Regions from separate parts of the Mus musculus genome. Here region 2 is linked to region 1. A link is a contact called in public promoter capture Hi-C data. All regions are on one chromosome and are shown on one strand. Each heading gives the region's core, a stretch centred on a gene start, on an enhancer-like site or on the middle of the called end of the contact. The rest is flanking DNA. Distances are from core to core; before and after follow the strand shown.

What was found. Promoter capture Hi-C pulls out the DNA fragments that hold promoters and counts their contacts.
Region 2: a contact with region 1 is called in a promoter capture Hi-C map of liver, with 4 times the contacts expected there. The contact joins the enhancer-like site here to the promoter of Lgi3 in region 1. A contact is called at or near these places in 5 of 39 promoter capture datasets (the 3T3-L1 cell line, hippocampal neurons, liver and 2 more).

Annotation. Positions count from the first base shown.
Region 1 is chr14:70,527,408-70,535,321 of GRCm38.p6, reverse strand. It overlaps Lgi3 (leucine-rich repeat LGI family, member 3), which reads right to left and starts at 4,501. Exons shown (of 8, transcript NM_145219.4): 1 at 4,052-4,501; 2 at 3,183-3,254; 3 at 2,476-2,547; 4 at 2,074-2,145; 5 at 1,906-1,977; 6 at 784-953; 7 at 477-641. The coding sequence starts at 4,257.
Region 2 is chr14:73,256,098-73,263,278 of GRCm38.p6, reverse strand. It overlaps Rb1 (RB transcriptional corepressor 1), which reads left to right. Exons shown (of 27, transcript NM_009029.3): 17 at 554-750. Among named protein-coding and RNA genes, the nearest start is that of Lpar6, 22 kb to the right of the region's middle. Within about 2 kb of position 4,943, at least 22 of the 459 cell types and tissues checked have an H3K27ac peak or open chromatin away from gene starts, as enhancers often do. A contact at or near this core is called in liver, where this site is marked.

The DNA.
Region 1 (7,914 bases), core at 3,252-5,751:
GGATTTGAACTCAGGACCTTCAGAAGAGCAGTCAGTGCTCCTAACTGCTGAGCCATCTCACCAGCCCATTTATTTATTTATTTATTTATTTATTTATTTATTTATTATTTTATTATTTTGGTTTTTCGAGACAGGGTTTCTCTGTGTAGCCCTGGCTGTCCCGGAACTCACTCTGTAGACCAGGCTGGCCTCAAACTCAGAAATCCACCTGCCTCTGCCTCCCAAGTGCTGGGATTAAAGGTGTGCACCACCACTGCCCAGCTAAAATGTTTTAATTTATGTTATAAAATAGGTGTATTGATGTGTGTCAGGGCTAGAATTGGTTCAAAGTGTTCATTTGTTATGAATTCCTTATAGGCAGAAACCACTTTTCATCCCTTCCTCTTCCTTTAGGAATTGACTGGAGTTAGACAAAAGAGCCTCCTATCGCCTTCCCTGCAGGATAGGACCAGCAGAGGCAGGCCACACCTAGGTACCTGGAATTCTGTCATAGTCTCGAAGCTGTCGTTCCACATAGTCCCACTTGAGGATGGTGCAGGCGCTGGCACCTGGCTGGGCCAGAGCCAAGTAGAGGTCACTAGAGTAAAGGAAAGGTTCCGCAGACACTGCTGGGAAGGACAGGGTCTGGTAGAGGACAAAATCTGCAGGGACGAGAGATGTAGGTTGGTGGAATCAACCTCAAGGAATAAGGCACCAACCCACTGGGTGGTAGTAGGAACCTGGCTATAGTAGCTGGGTGTGCCCAGCTGGGTGGCCTTCAGCCGGAGGGGAGGCACATCCTACCAGTGGTGATGCAGTCGAATTCTCGAAGAGGCAAGTCCTGCACCTTGTGTTCCTGGAAGCGGGGCGGGCTGGCGCAGTAGATGGGAGCCACCGTGGTGTTGGTGTGTGCCAGCCACTCCACCAGCCACTTTACCTTGCAGTCACAGTTAAGTGCGTTGCCCCGGAGGTCTCTGGATTGTGAGGGCGGGACACAGAGCGGGGCAGACCCTTAGCTGCTCTGCCCACCAGCCTACCTGGCCTTCAGAAGCTGCCATGGAAGGCTCACACATAGCTAGGTTGGACCAGGCCCCCACAGCATCTGCCTAAGTCTCTGCATGCCCTGCTTAACTTAGAATTTTAATTTTTGTAACGCTGGGGATTGGAACCCAGGACTGTGCACATTCTAGGCTCTACATCACCAGCCCTGTTTTTACTTCTTAATCAGGAGGCAACTTTTTTTTGGTTTGTTTGTTTGTTTGTTTGTTTGTTTTTTTCAAGACAGGGTTTCTCTGTATGGCCCTGGCTGTCCTGGAACTCACTTTGTAGACCAGGCTGGCCTCGAACTCAGAAATCCGCCTGCCTCTGCTTCCCGAGTGCTGGGATTAAAGGCGTGCGCCACCACCGCCCGGCAGGAGGCAACTTTTTACTGTTTCTGACCCTTATGCTTCATCCTCCTGAGTAGCTGAGATTCCAGGCCTGTACACTTGCAGGCACTTTTTGCAATGGGCAACCTATCCCACTCTATGTCACATCCCTCTTCCTCAGGATTCAGGAGCTTCCATTTTATCTTAACTTATTTTGATGTAAATAATAGCAAATGGCTGCAGATATGCTTGCGTTCTTTAATGTTAATTCAAATCAACCAAACATTCAAACAAACACACAGGTTTACCCTACACATCTAATGTGCATTTGAGAAAGGCTGTGTGGTCCTTGAAGAATCCCAGTTTGGAAGGCTCTCAGTTAGTTACATCTAACTTGACTTCACCTTCACGAAGCCCTCAAACCCAAGTCCTCCCCGTCTCTGAGCACCCTAACCCTGACCCCACACCTCTCCCTCCAGGGGTATGCTCTCTGCGGGACTGGATTCAGAAGGGTGTGCCCTCTGTGGCATTGTGGGAAGAGGCAGGGTTCAGGCCTTACAAGTCACTCAGGATGTCCAGGGGACGGAAGATGTCTCTGGGCAGTGTCTGCAGGTTATTGTTGGCCAGAGAACTGCAAGAAAGAGCCTGGGATCACTTAAAGATCGTGACCAAATCCAGAGGTCACAGGGTCTCCAGTCCCATGTGGGTACAGGTGTCAGGTACTCACAGGTGTGTCAAGGACTTCAGTCCTCTGAAGGTAAACTTGGAGAGAGCCCAGATGTCATTGTTCTCTATGAAGCTGGAGAAAATAACAGCTTGACTTAGTTGCCACTCAGAGTCCCAAAACCATCCCCCCAGTGGTGATTTCCTTACATCTCAGGCCAGATGCACAGGAGCCAGTGACAGGCTTCCACATGTGCAATAATGTCACACCGTAGTAGTGATGGGGTATTAGGCAAGATGACAGGGGCATGAGAGAAATGACCCCCTTGCCCATCCTACAGTCAGGGCACTCAGGGCTTGTCCCTCCCACCCCACTCCCAGCCTTCCCCCTGCACTTTCCCTCCCATCCCACTAGGGACTGGGCCCCCTCCTTCCACCCTGCCCTTGACCCTTCCCTCCCACACACAGGTACTGCAGGTGCGACAGTCCTATGAAGGCATTGTCTCCAATCAGTGTGAACTTGTTAGAGTTGAGTAACCTGGGAAGACAAAGCAGGAATTAGACTTTGTGAGGGTGTGCCTGCTGCCCATGCCTACTGCCTCACCCGTGAGCTTCCTCAAGACCTGGCTGCCCTTCCCTCATCCCTCAGGACCCCTGGTCAGCAAGGCCGGGTGTGAACTTGTTTCCATGCCCCAAGATCCCTGTTAGCTCCTGAATATGGTGGGAGGCAACGTTATCCTGCCGAGCTGGCTCCTGGCCCACTTCCATGGCATCTCCTTGTCCAGTCTTCTCATCCTCACCTTAACTCACCCTAGCCCTGCACCGACAGCTGTCCACCATGCCTCCCGAACTCTGACCCCTGGGCTCACCTGTGTTTAGCACAACCCTCTCCTCTGAAGTGTCCAGGTTCTGGCACTGGGCCAGGCCATTTCAACCCAACTCCCTAGACCCCCTAGAGAAGTGGAGTCTAATGCTCTGTATATCCCCCTCTCTTGGCTTCTGTGTGCAGTTTCCCTGCTACCCGGACTCCTGACCTCATGTCACTCCACCTTCTGCTTCTATCGGGACATCTGCATTTTCAAACCCTCCCTCCACCTACTCTCACCCAGGTTCAGCATCTGTCAGGTTCTACCACGTTCCCCCCAACCCCCTCTTCCACAAAGCTATCCATACAAGAACTGCAACAACGGCAGATGGGAGAAGGCTCCATCCTGGATCTCTGAGAAGGCAGCATTCACCAGCGTCCTGCAGGGAACACAGGAGCCAAGACTGTGTAAGTGTCTGAAGGACCTGTACTGTGGACAGAGGTGGACAGGGCAGTGGCTTCTGTGTTCAGCAGCCCTAGCCCCCACCTGCAGCTACCCTTTCTTCCCCAAAACTCAATGTCCTCCATTCTTCTCCCCCTGCTGCCTCCAGAAGCGACAGTGGCCCGAGGCTCACCTTCCCTCTCAGCCAAGAGCAGGTTCCATTACCAGCATCAGCACCATTACCCAACACCCACAATGTCTTGGTGCTGCTGAGAGATGGGGCAGCAAGAAGGGGGACCTCACAGTCTCTCTAGCCCCACAGGCAAAGGGGTGGGAGTCATGGGCCAGTTGCTGCAAGTGAGGCTGGCCCAGCTGTGTGCACAATAGCAGACCCAGTGGCAGGAGTCTGGTCCATGCCAAGGTACCACGAGGGCAAGCATACTTGTCACCCCTCCCCCTGCTGCTATTAGTCCTGCTTTCTGTCCTTGGTGTGACCTCACAGGGTGGGGCCAGCATGCTCTTGTAGACACTCCCTCCAACCCACACACAGTAGGTCTCATTGCGCTGCTGATGGTGATGATTCATCCTTGGCCATGAATTCTGGTTTACCCAAGCTATGGCTGCTGTACAGATTGCAGCGCTCCCTGCAGACTGGGGCCTGGAGTCTCCAGTTCTGAGGATACCTGGGAGTGCTCCTGGTCCATATCCTCTCAAAAGAGGAGCAGGGTTTCTCTCTTCCAGAGCTTTCTGTGCCTTCTTTCCTTTCCCCACCCCCAAGGCTAGGTAGACACTCACAGGGAGATGACCTCTGAAGGCAGGTTCTTGGGCACCGACTTAGAGTCCACGCAGAAGGCGGTGTCCCTGGTGCAGGAGCAGCTGGGTGGGCAGGGGGGCGTCTTAGGAGGTCTCTTGGCACTGACTTGCAGCATTAGGCAAAAACCCAGCGTGGACAACACCAGTAGCCTGCGCCCAGGGCCCCGCCTGGCTCGTAGCCCGGCCATGACTCCTGCAGGGTCTCCCCCCACACCAGCCTGCCGGCGCCCCGCTGCTCCCTGCAGGCTGTTCTGCCCCTCTCGAGAGCTTCCACCTCCGGGCTGCCGCAACTCTGGTGCCACCCGCTCTCTAGGCGCCACCTATTCCTCCTGACCTCGGGCGCTGATTGCAGTCCTTTCAGCTCCGGAGCGCTGCGCGGAACTGGGACCGCAACTACTGGCTGCCGGGGCTGGTGGACGCGGACTGCGGCGCAGGCGGCGGGGGCGCGCGTGGGGGCGGAGCGGGGAGGCCCAGGCCCGGCGCCCGCGGGAGAGCAGCCAAAGGATGGAGTGGTTGCACCCGTCCGCAGCGTGCCCTACCAGGCCACCAGGCTCTGTGTCTGATCTCCAGAGTTGTGTGTGCAGAGAATGCATTTGTATAAGAATTGTGTCTATGCAGGGTGCACATGGATCTGTGGACCTACGGTGCACCTGTGTGTGTGTCTTGGTTGTGAGGGGGCGTAGAACTAAGGGGTATGTCGCAAGTGACTCATGTACATCCAGGTTGGCATGAGAGATTGGGAGCTTGGGGGTGCGAGCTTGTTTGCATCAGCTGAGGAACACAGCGTGCTTTTGTGCCTGTGAGCTGAAAAGGGAAAGGGTAACCGCCGGAGTGGGAAGTGTGGACCGTTTCACACTGCACGGCCACAGTTGGAGTTGGAAGAGCCTTGGGGGTGCTCCAGCTCAGGTCTTTGTTTCATCAATAAGGAAACTGAGGCTACAAGAAAGCAAAAAGCTGCCAAACTCCCTATCTCTACTGTGTACTTGGCACGGTTAATTGGCTGGCCCTTTGGAGGGAAGGGACATTAATTTCCATCTACAGATAAGGAAAGTGTAGCCCTAGGCCCAGAAGCTCAACTTCAAGTTCACAGCAATCTTTCTACACCAGTGCTCTTCAAAGGGTAACTCTAGAGTCCAAAGCTCCTTGAGAGCCTTCCACGGAGTCCCCGAGGTCAACATACTTTACCTAAGAAGGACATTATTTGTCTATTGCACTTCCATGTTGCCACAAAAAGTACTCTGGAATTTTCCAGAGCTACATGGAGAGTGTTTGATGAAATCTCAGACTAAAGAGATTTGAAAAAAAAAAAGAATTATAACAGCAACATTTCTTCCTACAGCTATTTTTGTTTAAAAAGGCAAAGGCGTGTGGGTTGGCAAGATGGCACAGCAGGTTGCCCCCCCTCCCCCCCGAGCCTGAGGACCTGAGTTCAGCCCCTAGGACCCAAATAGCGGAAGGAGAGAACTAAGTGGCAGAAGTTATTCTCTGATCTCCACATGCATGCTGAGGCACCACCATACCTAAGCAAACAAACAAAAAACAAACAAACAAATCAATAATTAAATAAATAAATGGATGCAGTGGTTTTTGTTAAAGATATAGAAGTCTGGGAATATAGTTTAGGGGTAGTGCACACAAGGACCTGGGTTTGAGTTACAAAGTAGCAACGAATGTCATTTTACGGTTGGGGGTCAGCACCTCACAGGGAACTGTATTAAAGGCTCACAGCATTAGGAAGGGTGAGAACCACTGTTCTAGAGTGCCTGAATACAGGCACACACCACCATCACTGGCTGACTCACATGCCTTCTTTTGTGTTTGAGACAAGGTCTCAAGTATTCCAGGCTAGCCCTAAACTTACATAGCTGAGGATAACCTTGAACTTCCATCCCTTGGACCTGCCACGTGCTGGGATTACAACCATTTATCTACCTTAAAAAGAAAAATGTGAGCCGGGCGGGGGTGGCACATGCCTTTAATCCCAGCACTTCTGAGGCAGAGGCAGGTGGATTTCTGAGTTCGAGGCCAGCCTGGTCTACAGAAGAAGTTCCAGAACAGCCAGGGCTATACAGAGAAACCCTGTCTCGAAAAACTCAAACCAACACAAAAAAAATGTGATGCTGGGCAATGGTGGCGCATGCCTTTAATTCCAGCACTTGGGAGGCAGAGGCAGGTGGACTTCTGAGTTCGAGGCCAGCCTGGTCTACAGAGTGAGTTCCAGGACAGCCAGGACTACACAGAGAAAACCTGTCTCGAAAACCAAAACCAACCAAACAAAATGTGATGCTGGAGCTCAAACCACATTAAGGGCAAACACTCTAACAACTGAACTACAGCCCCATTTGCTTCTGTTACAAATCATAATGTAGATATCTGACATACGACCCCTGTGAAAGGGTCATTTGACCCCCAAGGGGGTCTGGACTCACAGGATGAGAACTGATGCTCTAGAGGGAAGCTAAAGCAAGATGATCAAGAGTCAAGAGCATCCTGGCCGTATAGTGAGACCTCAGCTAAGAAAAAAACCAACCCCCCCAAAAAAACCCAAACAAAGAACAACAACAATAAAACATCTTCTTTAGTGGCCCCACCTTCAGCCAGCAGGGGAAACCTCTGCTCTGAGTTAAAGTCCCAGCCCTGCAGCCTGGGATACTCCTGCCTTTTGACACCCACTAACCTCTGCTAGTCCAGTTGCCCGTGCTGCCTTGTGTGAGCCAGCTTGAGGGGAAGGAGCAAGGAGGGGTAAGGAGGATGACTGGGGCAGCTGGACAGCCATCCCCACTCGTCCCTGGCACGGCTTTGCCCAGCACACAAAGGGCAGAGTGAATCTTGTCCTGGATTGTGCAGCTGAGGGGCTGGGAGAAGGCAAAGGATAGTGGCCACTGTGAGGTTTTCCACTGCCAGGGTTGTCACAGAGGGCAACCCAGAGACAAGGGGGAGGAGTTTGGAGCCTAGGCTTAGCTATCGAGAGGTGCCCTGAGGATGAAGTAGATGACAGTGATGACGATTGGTCTTTGATGCCCATGAAGTCATCTGAGTGTCAGGGCAGCTTTGTGAGGCGGGGAAGTCGGGGGGTGGGGCAGTAGGCCCATTTCAGAGATGAACACAGTAAAGTTTAGAAAAGTAGGGCTTTTTTCCTGTGGGTTCCAGAGCTTCCAGGGGGAACACAGATCTCATGTATCAAAGGAAGGCACTAGGGACTTGCGGAGGGAGACTCCTTGTGTTTGGTAACAACAGTCTTATGGTTGTGTATGATCACATATAGGCTGTGTGCATGCTCCTTGCTGTGACAAGTTCACAGAACTGTAAAGAAAACGTGTTCAACATATTCCTTTCCTTCTGACTGGGAAGACAGGCTGACAACCCTCTCCCCATCTTTCATAGCAGATTCCAGTTAACATTGTGTGTGCTAAATGGCAGGTGAACAATGAGGGACCATGAAAGGATTGCAGAGTCTGGGCCTGAGGGACAGGTCACAGAGTATGTGCCCTTGACTCATGACCTTTCAGGGTGAGTGCATTCACAGTCAGGACTAGCTTCAGTGAGAGCAAGTAAAGAAGGTTGTACCATAGGGCTAGGCTGGGGGCAAGGTTGAGGTCTGTGTCCAGCTGAAGAGGTAGCTTCCCTCCTTCCCCACTCCCTCTCCTCCCTTCTTCCTTCTCCAAGGAACCCAAGACCCCTACCAGATGTTGAGAAACATCTGAAATTCACTCAGGGAAGCTTGACAGCAGCTCCCCCCATACCCCATAAAAACAAGTTGTTGCTGTTCTTTTAAAGTCCCAATGCTGTGAGAACCCAGCTTGATGGCAGCCCGAGGATCCGAGAGAGAACAGAAGTGTTCTCCT
Region 2 (7,181 bases), core at 3,694-6,193, 2.7 Mb before region 1:
CCAGGCTAATTAGCAGAATCTTAAAAGCATCACTAGTCATCCTTTAAAAACAAATCCTTTTATGTTCATGAGTAAACTGTAAACTGCAGTTGTCCTCAGACACACCAGAAGAGGGCATCAGATTCCAGTACAGATGGCTGTGAGCCAACATGTGGATGCTGGGGATTGAACTCAGGACCTCTGGAAGAGCAGTCAGTGCTCTTAACCGCTGAGTCATTTCATCCTAACCAAGCAGTAATGTTAGTTAAAGTGGATATTATAATGAATTGCTGGTAAGATACCTGCCTGGGTGTTAGTGTAGGGCATGTAAACTTGTGCAAATCTTATAGAAACTATGATTCCTATCTCTAAGGAAAATGTGTGCACATACACTTAAAAAGTTGGAAACCAGTTTCTTGAGAGTCTGTAGACCACAGAATAAGAAATACCTGCTGTAAATAAAAAGTGCTTACCCTTTTTTTTCTATATGTTGGTTTGTGTGATAAGATCTTCCGAATCTCATCATTTCAGACAATACTATTTCATATTGACACATTTTTCCTCTTGTTTTTAGGAAGTACATTGCAGCATCTTGATTCTGGAACAGATTTGTCCTTCCCGTGGATTCTGAACGTACTTAATTTAAAAGCCTTTGATTTTTACAAAGTGATTGAAAGTTTTATCAAAGTGGAAGCCAACTTGACAAGAGAAATGATAAAACATTTAGAAAGATGTGAGCATCGAATCATGGAATCCCTTGCATGGCTTTCAGTAAGTGATTAGCTAAATAACCGAAGGTATTCATGCGTAAGTGACCTGTTAGCGAGCAGTTGTTTATTTAATGAATCACCTGTGTTCAGCGCAGGACTCAAGTGGAATATTGGAATGGCCTGAGTGTGGGTGGGTGTGAGTTCCTGAGTGTGAGTGCAGGTCTGTGAGCTGCTGCTTGTTCTGCTGTGAACAGGCCAGCTGGCCTGCTGAGCAACTTTTCATCAAAGTCGGCGCTTTAAAGTCGGAGTCTTGAGTGTTGAGGTAGTTTATTTAAAATCCAAGTGTTATTGTTCATAATATAAATGTTTACACTTCGCTGGGCGTGGTGGTGCACGCCTTTAACCCAAGCACTCAGGAGGCAGAGGCAGGAGGATTTTGGAGTTCGAGGCCGGCCTGGTCTACAAAGTGAGTTCCAGGACAGCCAGGGCTATACAGAGAAACCCTGTCTCGAAAAAACCTAAATAAATAAATAAATAAATGCTTACACTTTTCAACAAAATTAAAAGATTATATACATTTTTCTGTTTTATCTGTTTGATCATTTTGTTTTAGTCATAAAGATAATAATCTGAAGTCCACAGTATTATTTAATGGTAGATACTGTTTTTTATATCATTATAGGAGTGGAAATCTTTATGTGCCATGGGCAGTTAGTTATAGAGCATGCAAGCTACTTTTATCTTAATAAAGGCAATAAATCCTATATATTCCCCTAAAGTGCTGTTATATTCTTCAAGTCTACTTTACTAGGTAAGACCTTGTGGTTTACCAGATTTTCAGATTTTAAAATAATAATTCAAACCATGTTGCATAATAAGAATATTTATTTTGAACATTGATATGAAATGAAAGAAATTTCAAGTTTTGGAGGATCTTCGGTTTGGAATTTTTTGATTAGGAATACTCAGCCAGTGAAAGTCTATGAAAATATTTTTATTTTTTATATGTTGTTAATGTCTGATTTTCAAATTATAAAATCATGAGATTGATAGTAGATAACTTTAAGCTGAGTCATGATATTGTGTATTTTCCTGTAAGAATGATTGCTATTATATTGGAAAATGCATCACATGGATATACTTAAGCTTTAACAGACCTTAAAAAGCTGAGATTTGGGCTGGAGAGATGGCTCAGCGGTTCAGAGTACTTCCAGAGGTCTTGAGTTCAATTCCCAGCACTCACATGGTGACTCACAGCCATCTGTAATGGGACAAAGACAGAAACGGTGTGTCCACATACATAAAATAAACAAATCCATCTTTTTAAAACTGAAGTTTTGGTGCCTGAGAAATTAAGAGCACTGGTCCAGAATTTTTTAGTTCAATTCTCAGCAACCACATGATGGCTCACAGTATCTGTAATGAAATCTCGTGCCCTCTTCTGGGGTACAGGTATAGGGGGGGGATGAGGAGGGGGGAGGGGAAGGGCGAGGGAGGAAAACATATAGAGGGTCCGTATCTCCAACCCAAATTTCAGTTTTTTAAGGTCTGTGAAAGCTCACGTATATCCATGTGATATATTTTCTAATTTTCCAATAAAATGGCAATCATTCTTACAGGAAAAATATACAATATCATGTTTATATGACATGACTTATCTCAGTTATCCACTATTAATTTCATAATTCTATAATTTAATTTCAGGTGACAATTAGATGAGTTTTTCATTAACTGAGTACAACTATGTAATGAATACTCAGGTCAAGACCTACAGCAACTTTTGATTCTGTATCATTCATATACATACATATATATATATATATATGCATGTACATATATATATATATATATATATATACACACACATGTGTATATGTGTATATATATGTGTGTGTGTAGGTGTAGTGCTAAAACCTGATGAGAATGTACTCACATTATATTGTTGATGGTAGGTGGGATCAAATGAAGTACTAATTATTTTCATCTCTCCCCTAAAATATATGTGCATGTGTTCATGTACTGGGGATTGAACCCAGACCAGATAGTGTCTTCCTTGGTCAGCTCCATCCTGTGCTTGCAGCTTCCCTCACATGGTGTCCCATGGATCCTCTGGTCTCCATGGCAACTTAGGCTTAGCTTTCATATCTTCATATATTATTAGCCTATCAGAGCCTCCTTGCAACTGAAGACCAAGTGCTCAAAACATGAGAATATGGAAGACATTTTAAGTCAAAGCAGATATGTTATGACTCCAAAATATTTAAGGAGTTGTCCATTTTTAATATGGATTCTAAAAAAAGATTTGTTTATTTTTCCTTTATCCATATTAATGTTTCTTTGCATGCATGCATGCATATTTATATACCACATGCATGCCTATTAGATCCCCCAAAACTGGACTCATAGATGGTTCTGAGCCACCATGTGGGTGCTAGGGATAAAAATCAGATCATCAGCAAGAGCAACACATACTCCTGACTGCTGAGCCCAAGAGTTTTCAGTTTAATTCCTACAGTCACGTTGGTTTCTGCCAGAGCATGAATGGGTTTTCTCTGCCTTTGACTCACTGTGTTTCAATATTTCGCTTTGCTTCTTGTCAGAACATTTATCTGTGGCCATACTTCCTTTACAGGCTCACTATGTTTAATGCCTACAATGTCTAAAGTCATTTATTGACTTTGTATCTTATTAGATGACTTATTAGATATAAACCACTTAAGACAGTGTATGGGGCCTGGTGATAGCAGATGCAGCAGTTAATTATAGAAGGATTAGTAAGGGACAGAGGTGGTCACTTTACAATGATATCCAGGTTTCTGGCTTGTGTAACTCAGTGGTAGTGTCATTTAAGAAAATAGATAGTCTGGGTTGTATGTAATTTTCTTTAGGATAAACTGCAATTTATTATATTGAGTTTAAAACAATTTTAGGCCATTCAAATTGAGGTCAATTGTATGTATGAGTTGAGATTAGGAAAGAATCTCAGGCTAGGAATATGAATGTGAAAGCTACCAGACATATATAATAAACATTACCAATCTTTACTGCCAAATTATCTTATGCTGGCCAGTTTGGTAAGTACTTTCTGAATGTTACTACAGTTTTAAAAATTGATCACTGCATTCTGATAGTAGTCTACCAAGTGGTAATATTCTAGATGAGGAAATGAATACCTAGAGAAGCTTGTTATATTTCCCCAGACCATACAAGCTAAGTGGCAGAGGTTCCGTTTGAATCCTGATGTGCTTTGTCCAAGGCTGAGTACCTATTTAGAAAATAGGTAATATCAATTAAGGAGATAATGTAATTTGGGGAAAGAAGGCTACAGATAGAAGGCCAGGGAGCTCTAAGATCAAAAGGATATACAGGAAAGAAAATATTCCAACTACAAAAGAAAGTGAAATTGAACACTGAGAGAGGAGTTAAAAGCATGAGTGGGAGAGTGTATGGTCTCAAGGAGTGCATGCCTACTTCAGACACGGTAGAAGCATCCAGAAGGATTGAGAACTCTAGCAGCAAGGAAGTCCATAGTAAGAATAGAGAGGACTAGTAAATGGAGTAGTCACAGTGAGCTAAGAGTACAGAGAGCAGAAGTGGCACACCACTATGGCAATGCCAACCCAGGAAAGACTGTCTTTTAAAACTGAAGAGAGAGACCAGGGTGTGGTGGTGCATGCCTTTAATCCCAGCACTTGGGAGGCAGAGGTAGGCAAATTTCTGAGTTCAAGGCCAACCTGGTCTACAGAGTGAGTTCCAGGACAGCCAGGGCTAACTTGAAAAACAAAACAAACCAAACAAACAAACAAGAAACCTGAAGAGAGAGGATGTAATGTTATGGGAAAAAAACCAACTACAACAACAACTACAGTGTTTTCTATTGCTAGGAAGTGGTAGTGCAAATGGTTGTTTTATGTTGCTCATGATTTTGTGAAAAGACAGGCTTTGGGAATAGCTTACAGGGTACTTGCTGTCTGACCCTGTGGTACAGCAGTCTGGGCCAGTAGCTCTGCCGCTGAGATCCCTTCACTGCTGGGCCTAGGTGTTACTGACCCTCTCACACGTGATTCTTCCTGGCTCTGCATCCCACCCCATTAGCCTCTGGTCTAATACGAGTGCTGTGTTTCCTCAGAGCATCTGGTTTTAGAGTAGGCACACTTTGACATAGAAGCTGGCCGCCAAAAGGCTTCTAAGAGGACCACATCTGGAAATTGCATGCTGGTCAAAACAGTCACAGTGCTTGCCAACTTGAGGGGATGGGGAAACAGATGCCACCTCCTGTTTAAAGAGAATCAAGGTCACATTTCAGAAGAGCATGTGGGTTGCAAAATACTGTTGTGGCAAATGGGAAAAGTGGGAAACACTGCAAGTAAGTCTGCCCTGGCAGGAAATTGAGGAGGTCTCCAATTAATAGCTTTTCTTTTTTATTTATTTATTTGATAAAAATGGCTGGGGTGGAGAGGCTGAAGTGGCACTGAAAGTTTGAGGGTGCTTACGATTGGCAGGTGTTACTATGGGACTTGATAGAGAGAGTGGAGTGGACTGGCGAAGGACAAAAGAATTGCCCTGCACAATTCCAGGCCATTTTGAGGGCAAAAACGAATTCTCTGCAGTTGTACCACTGCTCTGTATGATGGCATTCTTTCCTCAGAATCATCTTGCAAGATTAGAAAAGGTAGTTATTAGGTGCAGTCAGGCCTTGGAGTACAGCTATGGAGGTGCAGTAGAGCAACAGTGCAGCCAGGGATTGGAGGGTGTTTGCCAGTGAGTTTAGGGTCAAGACTGGAAGTTGTACCTGCATGGAGCCTAATGAAGTATAGATTTATATCAGCAGAAATGTTTGGTGACATTTGAAGTGACGACGTGATTGACAGAAAAATGAAAAGTTTCAGTGTAATATTAAGAAACAGGCATTTTTATATTCACACAAATGATCTCAGGAGAGAGCAGACTGAATAGGAATGGAGATGAAGACTCTGCAAAGAAGAGATTCAGGAACTAAGAGACTGAGAGGGTCAGAGCCACCCAGGCAGGACGTGTGTAGCAAGGAGCAATGTGAACAAGGAACTAAGATTTCTGTGCAGAGGGGCCTAGGTGGGCAGAGGCTAAAGGCCTGGAAAAATTAAACTTGTAATGTTCTTTGTCTGAGTTGCTAATCTCTATGAAAAATGCTCTGTCTGGTGATACATTGTGCAACAGCTGTCTCACGTAGGAAACGTGTTTCAGCTTTCTTCCGTTAATAGCGATATGGCTCTCTCTCCCTTTATTTAGTTTGTAACTTATCTGTGTCATTTTCTTCAAGTGAATGCGTATCGCCCTAAGGCAGTGCATCATTGGATCTTGATCTGGGTTTTTATTGTCATCAGTTGGATAATAATCTTTCTTTGAGACATTTGAAATATTTCATTTCTCTGTCTCTCATCTTCCTCTTTCCTTTTTGTCCCTTCCCCCACTCCTCTATTCTCTCTGATTTTTGTTTGTTGTGTGTTTGTTTTTTTTTGGTTCTTTTGAGGCAGAGTCTCCTGTAACCTGTTTGTGCTGCAGTCATTGTTCAGAACAGTCTTTCTGCCTTGTATCCCAGCTTCTGGGATTATAAGCATGCCACCATGCTCAGCTTCTAGAAGTTTTACATCAGTGTGATTAGTGATATGGCTGGAATTCAATTCTCCTGGTGCTGTCTTCTTAGCTGTCTCTTTGTTCATTTTCCTCCTTTTGGCCTTCTTCTGCATTGAATATTTTAATCCATTTTATCTTCTCTGTAGGCTTACTACTTAGACTCCTTCGTTTTATTTTTTAATTAGTGGTATTAATTTAAGATTTATAACATGTGACCTTAATATCTCAGTCTACCTTTGAATATTATTTTACAACTTTCTGTGTAGTGTAAGGATCTAGCAGCCAGGTATACAGGACACAGTACCTTACTCTGGAGGCAAAGCAGGAAAATTACTTCCATCTAGGAGTTCAAGGCCAGCCTGGGCAGCAGAGTAAAACTTTGTCTTAAAAACAAAATAAATAACGAATTAACTAACATAAAAATAAACAAACAAACAAAAGGAAGGGTGGTGGATAAGAATGGGAAAGAGAAACATTTGAGCAGAATACTTACCATTTGTCTCCCAGCTTTGGGGCTGTTACTGTAATACATATTATCTCACCAGAAGTTATAAAAGCAGTGCACTGGTGTAAGCTCTGCTGTAGCGCATCCGTTCTCTTCCCTCCATCCGCCTTCCTTCCTTTAAGCCCTGGATGGCCTACAACTCTATAAGCCAGGCTGACCTCAATTTCACAGCGATCCACCTGCCTTTGCCTCCAGAGTGTTGGGATTAAAAAAGCATGAAGGACCATGCTAAGCCCATTGCTTGTCTTTTAGAGAAAGAGAGAGAATAAGATATAAATAAAAAATAAAAAATGTGAGCCGGGTGTGGTAGCTCACGCCTTTAATCCCAGCACTCGGGAGGCAGAGGCAGGTGGATTTCTGAGTTGGAGGCCAAC